2 separate regions of the Gossypium hirsutum genome follow, and region 1 is linked to region 2. Evidence: chromatin contacts called from public Hi-C data. All regions are on one chromosome and are shown on one strand. Each heading gives the region's core, a stretch centred on a gene start, on an enhancer-like site or on the middle of the called end of the contact. The rest is flanking DNA. Distances are from core to core; before and after follow the strand shown.

What was found. A called contact is a pair of places that touch in the nucleus more often than the background predicts.
Region 1: a contact with region 2 is called in a Hi-C map of leaf, with 1.8 times the contacts expected there. The contact joins the promoter of LOC107910713 here to the promoter of LOC107910720 in region 2. A contact is called at or near these places in 4 of 34 Hi-C or Micro-C datasets (leaf and seedling).

Annotation. Positions count from the first base shown.
Region 1 is chrD02:22,650,506-22,656,825 of Gossypium_hirsutum_v2.1, forward strand. LOC107910713 (zinc finger CCCH domain-containing protein 6) reads left to right here and starts at 3,895. Exons shown (of 4, transcript XM_016838678.2): 1 at 3,895-4,435; 2 at 5,453-5,662; 3 at 5,757-5,881; 4 at 5,996-6,320. The coding sequence starts at 4,376.
Region 2 is chrD02:22,408,951-22,415,899 of Gossypium_hirsutum_v2.1, forward strand. It overlaps LOC107910720 (transmembrane and coiled-coil domain-containing protein 4), which reads right to left and starts at 1,869. Exons shown (of 14, transcript XM_016838689.2): 1 at 1,511-1,869; 2 at 1,344-1,428; 3 at 778-1,242; 4 at 461-617. The coding sequence starts at 1,737. It overlaps LOC107910719 (lysine-specific histone demethylase 1 homolog 3), which reads right to left. Exons shown (of 9, transcript XM_016838687.2): 9 at 6,784-6,949.

The sequences.
Region 1 (6,320 bases), core at 2,645-5,144, 240 kb after region 2:
GATGTTGTTATTCAAACTAAAGTGATATTTTCATTGCTAAATTGAGAATTTCATAAATGTGTTATTGAATGGTATAATCAATAAACATTGAGTTAAATGGTAAATACGTATTAGTTTTGAATTTGATGTCATTGAATTGCACGTGAATTAAATGGAAATTGCTAGTGATATGATTTAAATTATGAGCATGAGAAATTGCGAATTGAATGAAATGGAAATGAAGCATTAAATTGCATGAGTATGTATCGGGTCTCGCAGGCCCTAATTATTATGATTATAATATTTTGAGGATATATTGGGAAAAGTTATAGAAACATGTTAATTATTTTGAAAGTTTTAATTTTGATGAAATTTTATAACTCGGTTAAATACGTTTACAAGTGTATGTGTTTTGGTAATGCCTCGTACCCTATTCTGGTGTTGGATACGGGTAAGGGGTGTTACACTCCTGATAGGAGCAACACCACCCATTCCACCTTCTAGTATCTCCCAACCTACGTTAGTCGGACCATCCACATTGAGAGGGGATGCGACGAGAGTAATCTCGGACGAGCACGATGACAACACGGATGAGTTCGACGACATCTTCACCAATTTATGAGGGAGTTTATTCTATTATTTTTTTATTTTAATTTCTCTAGAAACATAAAAAAATTATTATTAAATATATATTTTTTCTTTGTGTGTTTTCTTTTTCTGTGTAAGAATCCCACAAGTTACGAGGCACTATAATTTCGAGCCAAAACTGTGAGGAAGAGCCAATCTCACCATTTGCGATGGACTTTTAACACTAATCAGGTAACCTCTTTCCTTTATATTTTTATTGCACATCAGAGACAATGTAATGAATAAAGTGTGGCGGGTGACATAGGAAAATTTTAAAATTTTAAGTTTTTCTATTATTTTTTTTAATCATTTTTAAAAATTTTATTTTGTGTGTTATGAGTGTGCTTGAGCTTGTAGAAATACAAGTGATTGGTTAGGAACATATACCTAAATTGTTTGCTTAGATTCTAAATTTAGCCTGAAATTAAATAATTTAGGTTGTTTATATTTAGTCTAATTAGATTAGTTTATTATACTGTAAATAGGAAAAAGAGATTAAATATACCAAGTGATAAAGGTGGATGCAAATAGGTAATTATATTTGTAGAAGTATAGGATGTCCAAATTAAATAAAATGCTCGATAAAATCCATGGTTATTGAAATGGTGCAGTATGACTAGTATAACCTTTATAAAAAGTACCCAAGAAAAATCTTGATCATATTGGCATGCACAAATAATAATAAATCAAAAAATCATCATAAGAGATTATTAGAGAAATATTATTGCATTAGAGTTCAAAGCATGAATAAAAATAAACCTAGTAGAAAGAAAACATTCGAACTAACTGTACCCAGCAAAAATAAATGCTATATTCGTATATACATTTTGATGGAAACATATATTTAATTTTCTTTAACTTGTTTACTTTATAATTTATTGAACTAACCTGTTTAGGTGTAAATAACTTTGAATTGTTTAAATTTCTAGCTAGAGTTGTATATTTAGACAAATCCTCCTAGTGTCGATGCTCTAATCTAATCTCGTGTATGAAGCTAACTCAAGTATATTGTTTAGCTATATATTTTTTTTATTTTCTTTTGATGCTTGAAGGCAAGCAGCGACTTAAGTGTGGAGGAGTTTGATCTGCCACAATTCGTTGTGGCAAATTAAGGCTTTTCTGGCACTTAACCAGCTTGTTTTCTAGTGTTTTTATATGCTTTTATTTCATTTTCAGTTTTTATTTGCTTAGGTTTAGTTTTGGTAAAATAAGTGTTTTACCCAGTTTTTAGTGTTTTGATGACTCGTAAGGCGAACTCGAGCCTCGGGTATGACTAATGGGTTATTTGAGTATGTAGGGCAGCAATTTGGGCTTAAGTATGCAAGGAATAATGGTCATGTCACGACATCAACATTCGACGTCGCAACATTGAACTTAGAAGCATCAAAGGCTAAAAATAGGGTTCATGTCATGGCATCATCATGACAAATTGCTGACATCAGTAGCCACGTGATCAAAATTTTAAAACTATATATATTTTGTTTATTATTTATTAAACCTGTATTTTCTTTATTAAACTAGAGGTATTTTAGGAATAAATTGCCTTAATGTTGCCCTAGATTTTGCTTATGTATACACTATTATAATCTCATTAGGAGGGTTGGTTGTTGATAGCTAGACAATTAAATAGTTTTTATTTTTTCTTTGTATTTTTATTTATGTTTGCTTAGTCGTAATTCTTCCTGTTCCGATCTGAAGACGGTTGCGAGCGGGGATTGCTCCGACACCGCACCTCAATTAATTATCAATGAGAAATTTATCTATTTATATTTTGTTTCTCTGACCAATTAACGTTTGTATGAATATTAGAATAAATCTTGTGCTTATTTCATATCTAGCATGTTTTAGTTATGAATTTGATTTATTAATTACGTAATTATTTATCTAAAATTGAGTGTTTATTCAATAGTACTTAGTATATTAGGGAGTGACACCCCTAATAGAATATCTAGACAGGTGAGACCGAGAGGGTATCCTGTCGAGTATACTTGTGCTAAGCGGTGAGATCAAGAGAGTATATGTAAGCCTAGGAAGAGACCAAAAGGGTGACTTAGGTGGTAATCCTTAGTAAAGATGAGACTGAGAGGGTATTCTTACCTACGGATGGTAAACAACTCAACCGAGGGTAATTAGCGACTTAATTGATAATTGGTTATTTAATCGAAAATAGACTGGGAACTCAAATCGTCGACACTAGGAATAGGAGATTCCATTAAGCTATTTTAAACTACTTAATTTAATTAGGTTATTTTAGTTTAATTAATTTAATTACTTTAATTCATATTTTAATTTTGGATTCACATTTTAATTTTGGATTCACATTACTAACTTGTAAATTGATTATATTAATAATTATTTTTAGTAATTAATTTAATAATAAATTTCGTCAATCTGCAATCCCTTGAATACGATTCTCATCTCTTCCATGAAATTCCCAACAATTCTCATATCAAATCCAAAGGTTAGGATTTATTTTCCCATCAATTGACCATGATCCAATGGTTCCTTTCACTCTTTACTTTCAACTTTGATCCAATGGCTCCTAATTAAACATGGAAACTTTGATCGAGTGGCTAATATTGGTCCCTACACATTTTCTCAGTGCTTTTTCCCATTTTGCCATTAGTAAGGTCCAGATTAAAACACATGAAATTGATCTAATAGCTCTCATTCCAATTAATAAATTCACAATATAACATCTCATGGTTTATTATTCTTCGAGGTCCTTCAACATTTTACCTCTTTATGACCATGACTAATTTACAAGCTTAGACTATTTTCCCATCTAGTCCATCACTTTATTATCCAACTTCAAATTAATCCATACTTATCAAATTTGATTTGAATTGTTTAGAATTTTTTTTAAATTTTTTAAAGAATTCATATTTACAAATTTATAAAAATATTTTTTTATAATTTTATAAAATAAATTATGATTTTTAGATTTTTTAAATAATTTTTTGACATATTTAGATTTTTTAAAATTATCATTAATTTTTTAAAATATCAAATTGATCTTTTAATTTTAATTAAGAGATCAAATTAGTTATCAATCTTTGAGTCTTATTTCATCAAAGGGTTAACGAGCATAATATAAGTTTTGATAAACATAAACTTAAGCTTAATTTAAGGAGTATTTGTGGAATTTACCCAAATGAAACTGAGTCAGAATATGAACATTTCAGCTCAAAAGTCCAATTCGTTTTAATCGCACTTGCATTTACAGCGCGTGTAAATACAACACGAGCAATCCAAATCATCCTTCCACTTCCACGCGTTCTATAGATTGCGTTCGTCATCCATAGCACAGAACAGAAGCCCAGAAAGAAAGAGAGAGAGATTTATTTTTTCCTAAAAAAAAAAGAGAAATATATTTAACAGAGAAACGCGGAAAATAAATCAGATAGAAAAACGGGGAAAGGACAAAAAGGAAAAACCGTTCTAGGGTTGCCTTGAATCTCTCTCTTTCCAGATATTAGATAATTAGAAATAGATATGTAGGGCTTTTCAATCGATTCCTTCTTTATTTTCTTACAATTAGGGTTTTCGAAAGAGGTAAGTTGATTTAACTGCTGGGTCTCATTTTCTTTTCTTATCTTTCTTGGGACAGTGGTGTTGGAGTTTGGGTTTTAATCGACCCAACCCTAAAATCGGTGCTTTTGGGAATTGGACTTTTAACATTTTACCGAGAATCGAAGCTGGAAAAGGATCATTTTTTTAGCGACTCTTTCTTAACACAATATATTGTATTTTTTTACGATCTGTAAATATGCGAGGAGTGCACAAATCAAAAAGGGTTACTTGGGCATCAGACGTTAACCTTTGTCAGGTAAAATTGCAATTTTAGTTTGGAAGTTCCTGAATTTTGAGGTTCCTTTCAGGTGAAATTACAGAAAAGAAAAAGGGGGTGCAAAATTTTAAGTGAACCAAATATGATGGAGAATGAAGCTATGTGAATCCTTCATGTTCTGCTGTTTTTGGCTTCCTTTTTCCTTTCATAAATATATTTTATTTATTACTCTGTCCCTTTAATTGCATCTGAACCTTTCTGGTAGTCAAGTTAGTTTAGGTTTGGTATTCTTGTAATGCATGATTTCGAATGAGTTTTTAGTTTTGTTGATGCCATTGTTGTGTTAAGCCTTTTAGGGTCTTAAATGATGGCCTGTTCTTGTTTTTGTTTGTTTTTTTCTTCTTTTTCAGTGGAATTTATGGCTTATTTTGTTTTGCATCTTACTGTTATGGGAATAAATCTACTAGTGGAGTTTGGAAGTTTTTCATGCTAGTTAGACACAGAAATGAGAGAATGGAAATGATAAAAGACATAGATTTTTAAACTTATTCAAAAATGCTAACGATGATAAAAATATACCAGTGATTGCATCCTTGCCTTGGCTTGTCTTTTATTGATGTTTCCTTTCATATAATGTTCATCTTTGCAGAACACGATAAGTTTACCACAATACAGTTGTAAAATCTCCTTGGAGTTTGATTAGTATGAGTGTGTAATGTTTCTTATATTGCTATAGTTCTGAAGTCTTGACTTTATGTTTCTGCTTGTAGTTGTTTACCCAACCTAGTTTTGTAGCTCATACTAGATTTTAGTATAGGAGAAGTACTAGGTTAAGCATCTCAAATTCAACTTGAGATTTTATTACTCAGCTAAGGCTTAATGAGATGTTTATACAAGCTTTAATATATGTATTTATATATTGCATTTCCCTGTTTGAACAAGCTCTCTTCAGTTGCTAGATGGTGTTTGTACGGTGAAATGATGTTTGAGCAAATTCACAACCCTGTTTTGTTGAAAATGATAAACAGAAAATATAATTGCTTCTCCTCTTAACAGATAAGGTTGTTTCTATCAGAGGAATCACCTTCACAAGTTGGGGTGGGTGGTCAAGATCACCTCCAAGCAAAAACCTCGTTGGTATCACATATAAATGGGGCTACTGGGGATGACTTTCTGCCTCCGGGATTTGAAGGAGCTCATTCTACAAGTCATCCGCAGATTAACTTGCTTGAAATTGCTACCATTAAATGGAGATGTCCTCTAAGGGTAACAATTCTAAAGACTTCTTTTCTGCGTTTTAGTTTGATTTGTGATTATTGCTCCCAGCATTTACCTCAAAGCTGAACATACGTCTTCACAGTTTATTTTGGACTTGAATTGGCAAGTTGTTGCCGGAGAGGAAAGTGAAGAGGTGGAGATTCAAAATCAGAGAGAAGTGAGAGTGCTTGAAGCTGTTTATCCTCGGCCATCTGCAATTCCTACAAAGTCTGATACTTTTTCCTTTTTCTCTTTTTGACTGGTTTTGGGGTGGGTTTTCTAGAAACTGCTTCTCTTGGGTTATACTTTTCCATGAGACTAAATTTTCTTCTGGTTGTGCAGCTCTTCTGTTTCAGCAGACGTGGAAAATTGTGACTATGACGATCAGCAAACTCCTCAAATACCCATCACTCCTATTGAAGATGAGGATGCAGCAACTGAAACTCCCATTAGTTCACAGCCGCAGTGGTTGGCTCCTGGTATTTTACCTCCTCTGCGTGGCAGTATGCCAAGTGTTTCAAGTGGTTCAGCTGATGAAAAACCTGCTTCTGGGATGATCCTTAATGTTGAACCCGGTGTAGCAGCTGCTGCCTTTGCAGCAGTTAACCAAAACAATGAATCTGGAAACATGATTGATCCTGAGTTTCTCGTTAAAATTCTCAGCAAT
Region 2 (6,949 bases), core at 619-3,118:
GTATTAGATTTTTTTTGGACAGCTAGGATTATTATTAGTTGAGAATTAAGTCTAAGATTATTAATAAAACTTTATTTGCAAGAAAGTATAGAAACTTTGCTTGCAAGAAAGTCTATATCCTGTAACAGCTTTACAGCAGCAGGACTTTTATTATTATTATTATTATTATTATTATTATTATTATTATTATTATTATTATCATCATCATCTTTGAATTTAGTAAAGAAACCCAGAGGAACCCTAAGGTCTCTAAAGTTCCATCTTCCTTCTTAGTTCTTACTAAATTGTTCAGCCCTAATTTCTTCTTTTACTACTGTTTTCTCACCTAACCACATCACCTATTATGAAATTATTCAATGGTGACTTTATAACTTCGCTTATGCCCTAAAAAATGGGGGCGGGGGGGTTGGATCCTTGAGGAAAAAATATATCTGTATGTACAAACTGAGGGATTCCATACCACCAGTAAGGGCCACCAAGGATCCTCCTGTTAAAGCAGAAGCACCAATAATGCCTGCCTGTTTCCATTTATCGTTCTTACTCTTTCCAAATTGCTCTGCATCTTCGTTCTTCAGCCGAACAATGAGATTGCAAGCAACAATTATCTCCATAGCCTCCTAGAAAATGGAATTTCCTTAAAAATGATAGAAAGGGTCAAATGTAGTAAATTACTGCTAACAGGATTTGTATTGTTAAAAACCAAATTCCATTAACAATTCATACCTACAAAGCAAAAGGATTTTTGCATCAAATAATGAGTAGTTTAAGCACACAAACCATTTTTGTCCATTTGACATTGAGCCAAGTAGCTAGCAAACGAAGAGCCACTCGGTGCCGAGCATCATAGCCCTTTGATCCGCCATCAGTCACATAATCGGCTACACAAGATGAAAGAAGCTCATAAAGAACCGTTAATTTCCTCTCCTCTGAAAGCAATTTTCCCTCTTCAATTGGTTTCTCGAAAAATCTAAATCCTGATCCATCCACATCTTCATTATTGGATATATTGGGAGTAGTCCTTGGGATTCTTCCATTAGGATCCGTAGCTGTAGTTGTGTCTGGATAAGCGCACCTCTGGCGGCAATGAGTTTCATAGTCACAACTCTTATCGCTATCCTCAGAAAGAACGAGAGAGCTTTCCATGCTAAGCATTGTAGCATCCACAGCCTTAAGTAAAGCAAGTTCCTTTTCTCGGATTCCTGAAGAAACCTCATCATTTGTCTCTGACAGTAAGGTCATGAACTGTGCCAAAATCAAAACCGTTCTCAATAAAAAAAAAAAGAATCAAAATGTTCCATAATCCGAATATTTGGATATGAAGATAAAAGGGGGTGGGGGCATACTGATCCAACGTGATGCCTTGCTTGAGTAGATACTCCGGCAGTTTCTTTGAGCCCCTCCCAAGCTTGATCCTCCACTTCCATAAACCTAATCCGTAGAAAATTTGTTGGAAATAAATTAGATAGAGAAAGCGAAAGGAGGGGACTAATATTAAACATGTAAAGTAAACCTGAAGACAGGCAAAAGTAAACCGGAGTTGTCATGGATCCAAAGGTGGGGGAAATCAGAGACGGAAATGGTGCTGCTGTTGCTAGCCCCTTCACCAATAGGCTCTTCTTCAAGAGAAAGGAGACGAGTGGTTGGGCGTGTTTGATGAAGCTGAGAATGGTGAAGAGCCACAGCGAAGAGAGCTGAGGCAGCGTATTTCTGTGTTGATGAAAGTAATGATATTTCCATTGAGAAAAGTGAGAACGAATTTGGAGGTCTTCGCTTGTTTTAATCATGAAAGTCGAGAGGCTATTATTGCCCGACTTTTTCAAAAGCGCGCAGCGATTTCCCGGGGACAAATGAAACGGCTACTGCAACCTCATATCACGTGACGTGATTACACTTGTTATGGACCCTATAACATCCCACGTTTCAAGAGCAGCCCCAAATTTTTTAATTTAAGCCATAGGACCCCAACTTGTTTTTTAATTTATAATACATACATTTTTTTTACCTAGCATGTAATTTATATTATAAAAATTAAAAAAATGTTATAATATAATGTAAATGTTAAAAAAAACATTGCTTATATTTAATTTTTTAATAAAAAAAATATGTATAATATAATAATAAAAGAAATGTATGTATACGTGTATATATATATATAAATATGAGTTAATATTTGATACATTACAAATGAAATATTTTAACTCCACATATAAGCTTCAAATATTGTCACAAGTTCTATTTTTAATACTTAAACTTTTTTTTATTCTTTTACTTCGCCCTAAATAAGATGAATGTCATTCTTTGAATTCAACTTATAGAGTCTAAAAACTCTATTAAAGCTTTGCTCAATAGGGTAGAAAAAAATTGAAAATATGAAAACTTGAAAGGATAAAAAAAAGAAAGATGGAAAATATTTTTTTTATTTCCATAATTGTGCTAAGTAGGAAAATAGAGGTATATATAGGTTGAGTAGGGCTGATCCCCAAAAAGATTTCATGCCCAAGCCTATTTTTTAAGCCAACCTAATCCAAAAACCGGTCTTACTATTCAAACATTCATAAAATATAAAAAAGTATTTTTTTTTATTTAAATTGGGTTGCTCAACTTGACATGCTAAAATATCTATCCAAGTCTAGCCCAAGTTGGGTTGAGCCTACTCTACTCAAATCCTTGGACTGGTTTAATAGGAAAATAGAAAATTGGAAAAAAAATATTTCCACAGGTAGAGTTGAAAAATAAAAAAATAAAAATAAAACATCTGAAAAATGTATAATTTTGAATTAACATGCATGTCTCTCTTATTTTCACTTCTCTCGTCATTCCAATTTGAAAAAAATTGGCTTTTATACATCTGGATGGAAAATGACAATCTCTTATATTTTCTTTCTTCTCACCTTTCTTCTCTACCAAGCACACTTAATTTTTTTTTTCTTTTCACTTTTCCACTCCCTCCTCCCATCCTTTTTCTTTTTCATCCAACCAAGCAGACACTAAATGTATCAAATAATTTTCCTATAAATATTTAAAACATGATATATTTTTAAAATAAATTAAAATATAATATGAGTAGTTCTAAACAGACTTGAGTTAACCATTTATAAATATGACAAGCTTGAGCAAAATTTGAGACTTATTTTTTTTTTAGGTCGGGTTAACCTAGACAACTATAACATGATATTAATACCATACATGGACTTGACTCGAACTTAGCCAAGCCGACTCATGAACACTTCTAGTTAAAATATAGAAAAGGATGGCATGATAGGAGATTGCATTTTTTTTGCATTGAAATTGAGGTAGTCAGTATTGTACTAAACATATCTTTTTTCTATTAGTACTAATCTGTTTTGGTGTACCCTTTAAAATTTATCACTACTTTTTCAAAAAATTTGATATGTGTAGAAAGTTATTTACAAATATAGAAAAATGAGATTAAATAAATTTCAAATATAAAATATTCTTCAAATATATAGAAATCATCTTTAATAAAATTCACAAATACAATTCATCACTAAGAGTATGCTTGTTTGGGTGGAAAAGTGGACGGATGAGAGAAAGGAAAGCAAAAGTGAAAAGAAAATAAATTTTGAGTGTATTTGGTTGAAAAAAAAAGTGAAAGAAAAGAATAGGAGAAGTAATCATTTTTATCCTAATATATAAAAATCAATCTTGTCAAATTGGAATGATGAGAGAAGAAAATGAGAGATATGTGTTTGTCAATTCAAAATTATATATTTTTCTAATGTTTTATTTTCTTTCCTTCCAATTTTCACTTCTACCAAGCAATGGATGACAAGAACAACCATTTTTTTCATCTCTCCTACCAAACACACCCATGGAAAGAAAAATAATGTTTTTCATCCTTCTAGTTTTATATTTTTTCAATTTTTCATCCTTCTAATTTTCCTCCCACTCTATCAAGCAAAACGTAAGGGCCTATTTGGTTGAGAGAAAGAAAATAAATTTATGCTTGGTAAAGAAGAAAAGTGAGAGGAAAGAAAATAAGAGAAATTATCATTTTTCATCCTAATGTAAAAAAAAATCAATACTTCCAAATTAGAATGATGAGAGGAAAGAAAATGAAAGAGAAATGTATGCGTTAGCTCAAAATTATGCATTTTTCAAGTGCTCTATTAGAGGTGTTCATGGGCCAGGCGGCCCGGCCTGGCCCGTCGGCCCGCCCGAAATATGGGAGGATTTGGGTAAAAATATAGGCCCGAAATATGGACTTGAGCAAAAAAATGAGGCACGTTAGAAAACGGGTTTGGCCTCGGGCATCACTTTTTTGGCCCGAGCCCGGCCTGACCCGGCCCAAATATAATAAATATATTTTTTTTATTTTTAAAAATATTTTAAAATACTTTTTTATTTTTAAAATATTTTTAAAATACTTTTTTTAATTTTCTAAAATTTTTTTTGGTGTTTATTTAAAAATGGGCCGGGGCCGGGCTAAGGAATTTTCCCCCGGGCAGGGCCTGGACAAAATTTCAAACCCATATTTTGGGCCGGGCCGGGCCTGGGCCTAGGGCTCAGGCCGAAATTTTTTATGGGCCCGACCCGAACCCGGCCCATGAACATCTCTATGCTCTATATTATTTCCTTTCATTTTTCAACTCTACCATTTCTTTCTATTTTTTCATCTTCCCTACCAAGCGCACCTATAGAAAGAAACTTTATATTTCTCATCTTTCTATTTTTCTATCCCTTCAAATTTTCATCTTTTTAATTTTCTTTCTACTCAATCAAATAAAGTCTAAATGAATTCAAAATAAACTAGAAAAAAAAATATTATTCTATACATTAAACAATAAAAATCCTTCAACAATCAACATATAACAATCTATTATTCAACAAATCCAAAATAAATGGAAAAAAAATTGTTTCACCCACCTACATGTGAAATCAATTGATACAGTTGATATTAATCAAATTTTACACATAAGTAAAACCTAAAATTTGTTAGCTTACTATCTGAACACTAGAAAAAAAATAGGAAGGATGATTTAGTAAACAATATTTTCAAGATTATATTTTATTGTATAGACTAAATAACAAAATCTTGCATTCAAAACACTTGAATCAAACACAATAATCTAACATTATATAGATAATATTCTAAGTAATTTAAAATAAATAATTTTATTGCTAATCAAGCATTATCCAAACCAAATATCGATTGAAAATTATAACTTACTAAGTAATGAAGGAGAATCATATTCAATAGTTACATCCTTGGGTAATTTACATTGCAAATCACTGAATTTAAAGTAGAATTTTCATTTACATCACAAACCCTTCATTTCTTATTAATTGCTCCCTAAAGTAAAAAACATAGATGGCATTTTTTGTTCTTTTCATATTCGCATTAAATAAAAAAGTTGAACTGACAGTTTGTTGGCCCAGCCAGACAAACAGGTCACGAATACATGATGATTCAGCCTTTTTTCTTCATTGAATTTATTAACTTAAAACAACAAGAAAAGTACAAGCCATTTATTAAATATTAAAAGTAAAATCCGAAAAGAAAATTCAAATGCATTAAAACACATTTCTTCTCTTATTTAAGAGTTAGGGAATGTTTATGGATATATGGATTTATTTTTTAAGGAGAGAAGAGCAATCTTTTATCCAATTTTTAGCATAAGGCATTCCTCGAAGCTTAACCTCCATGTGAGCAACACATTTCCCCCAGAAAATAACGAAGACACCCAACACTTTCCAAATATGGCTTCAAACATCCCCTCTTCCTTATGGGTGAACTTTCACAAGCATTAAGTTTTATACAAACAACAAATGATAAAAAATTTTAACCCAAATTCAGATAATCATCATTAAAAAGAAACCTTCCAACTCATTTGGCCTTCAAATCTGTATCACTTCCCCATCTGTAGGCTGTCGCCTCCTTTGTACAATGTATATGTATACAAGGCAAAGCAAATTTTCAGGTAAACAGATTAATTTGTAACTGAATGACCCTAAAATCATTCAGGTGTCAACTGTAAGCAAAATGCAAGATCACAGCACAAACCTACCATAGCTCCATTAACCTGGAGATAAGGGGATAAATCTTCAGAAGCAACCAAAGTTCCATAGAGTACCAGTGAAGATCTCTACCTTAATGTTTGATGGGGACCAAAACCATCATGCTAAAGCAGTTGCATCTAGTTTGTTCTATTGCTTATGAAGTCAATGTTTAAAAACACACACACGCACAAATATATTTGAGGTCCAGCTATATTAATTTGAGTTTTGCAATAATATAACCCAACCTGCGGTCGCACAATAGTTTCCACTAAGAATTTAGCAGGTTTAAGAGGCAAAAGAGCTCATACCTCGCATCGGCCACTGGCCAGCCGCAACATTTTACAAATCTGGAATTCCAAAATGAGGTGTTAGCAATGAACTAGTAACCGAGAAATGACAAATATATTCCATTGACATTCAGCATAAAGAAGTATATAAAATGAAATGGCCACCTAGTATTCCATAGTGCATTCCTCTAACTTACCCAGCAGATGTGATATACAATATTAATATGTGTCCTACAACTTCAATACCATCTAAACCAAAACCAACGGGCAAGCAACTCATCTAATAATTTCAATGTAAATGTCATATAGGAAATAGCTTAAAGGCTTTTATCATGGAATGATGAAAACAATATTTCATGTGTACTGATTGCATGCAGTTCAACCCGTCCCCACTACAAAAAATGTAGTTATTGCCCCTTGGATTTATTTCATGCATGTAAACATCATTGCTTCAACAATGAATTGAAGAAAGAAATTGAAGTTAGCAATTGATGCTCAGTTAAAAAATCAGGATAACGTTGAAGTATTTCCAGATAGATGATCTCTGTATGCTTGTCATCACTAAAAGAATTCTAAGCTGTACACATCAAAATAAAAAGGAAAAAGAAAAGACAAGTAATGTCTAAACTGTGGGAATCCAA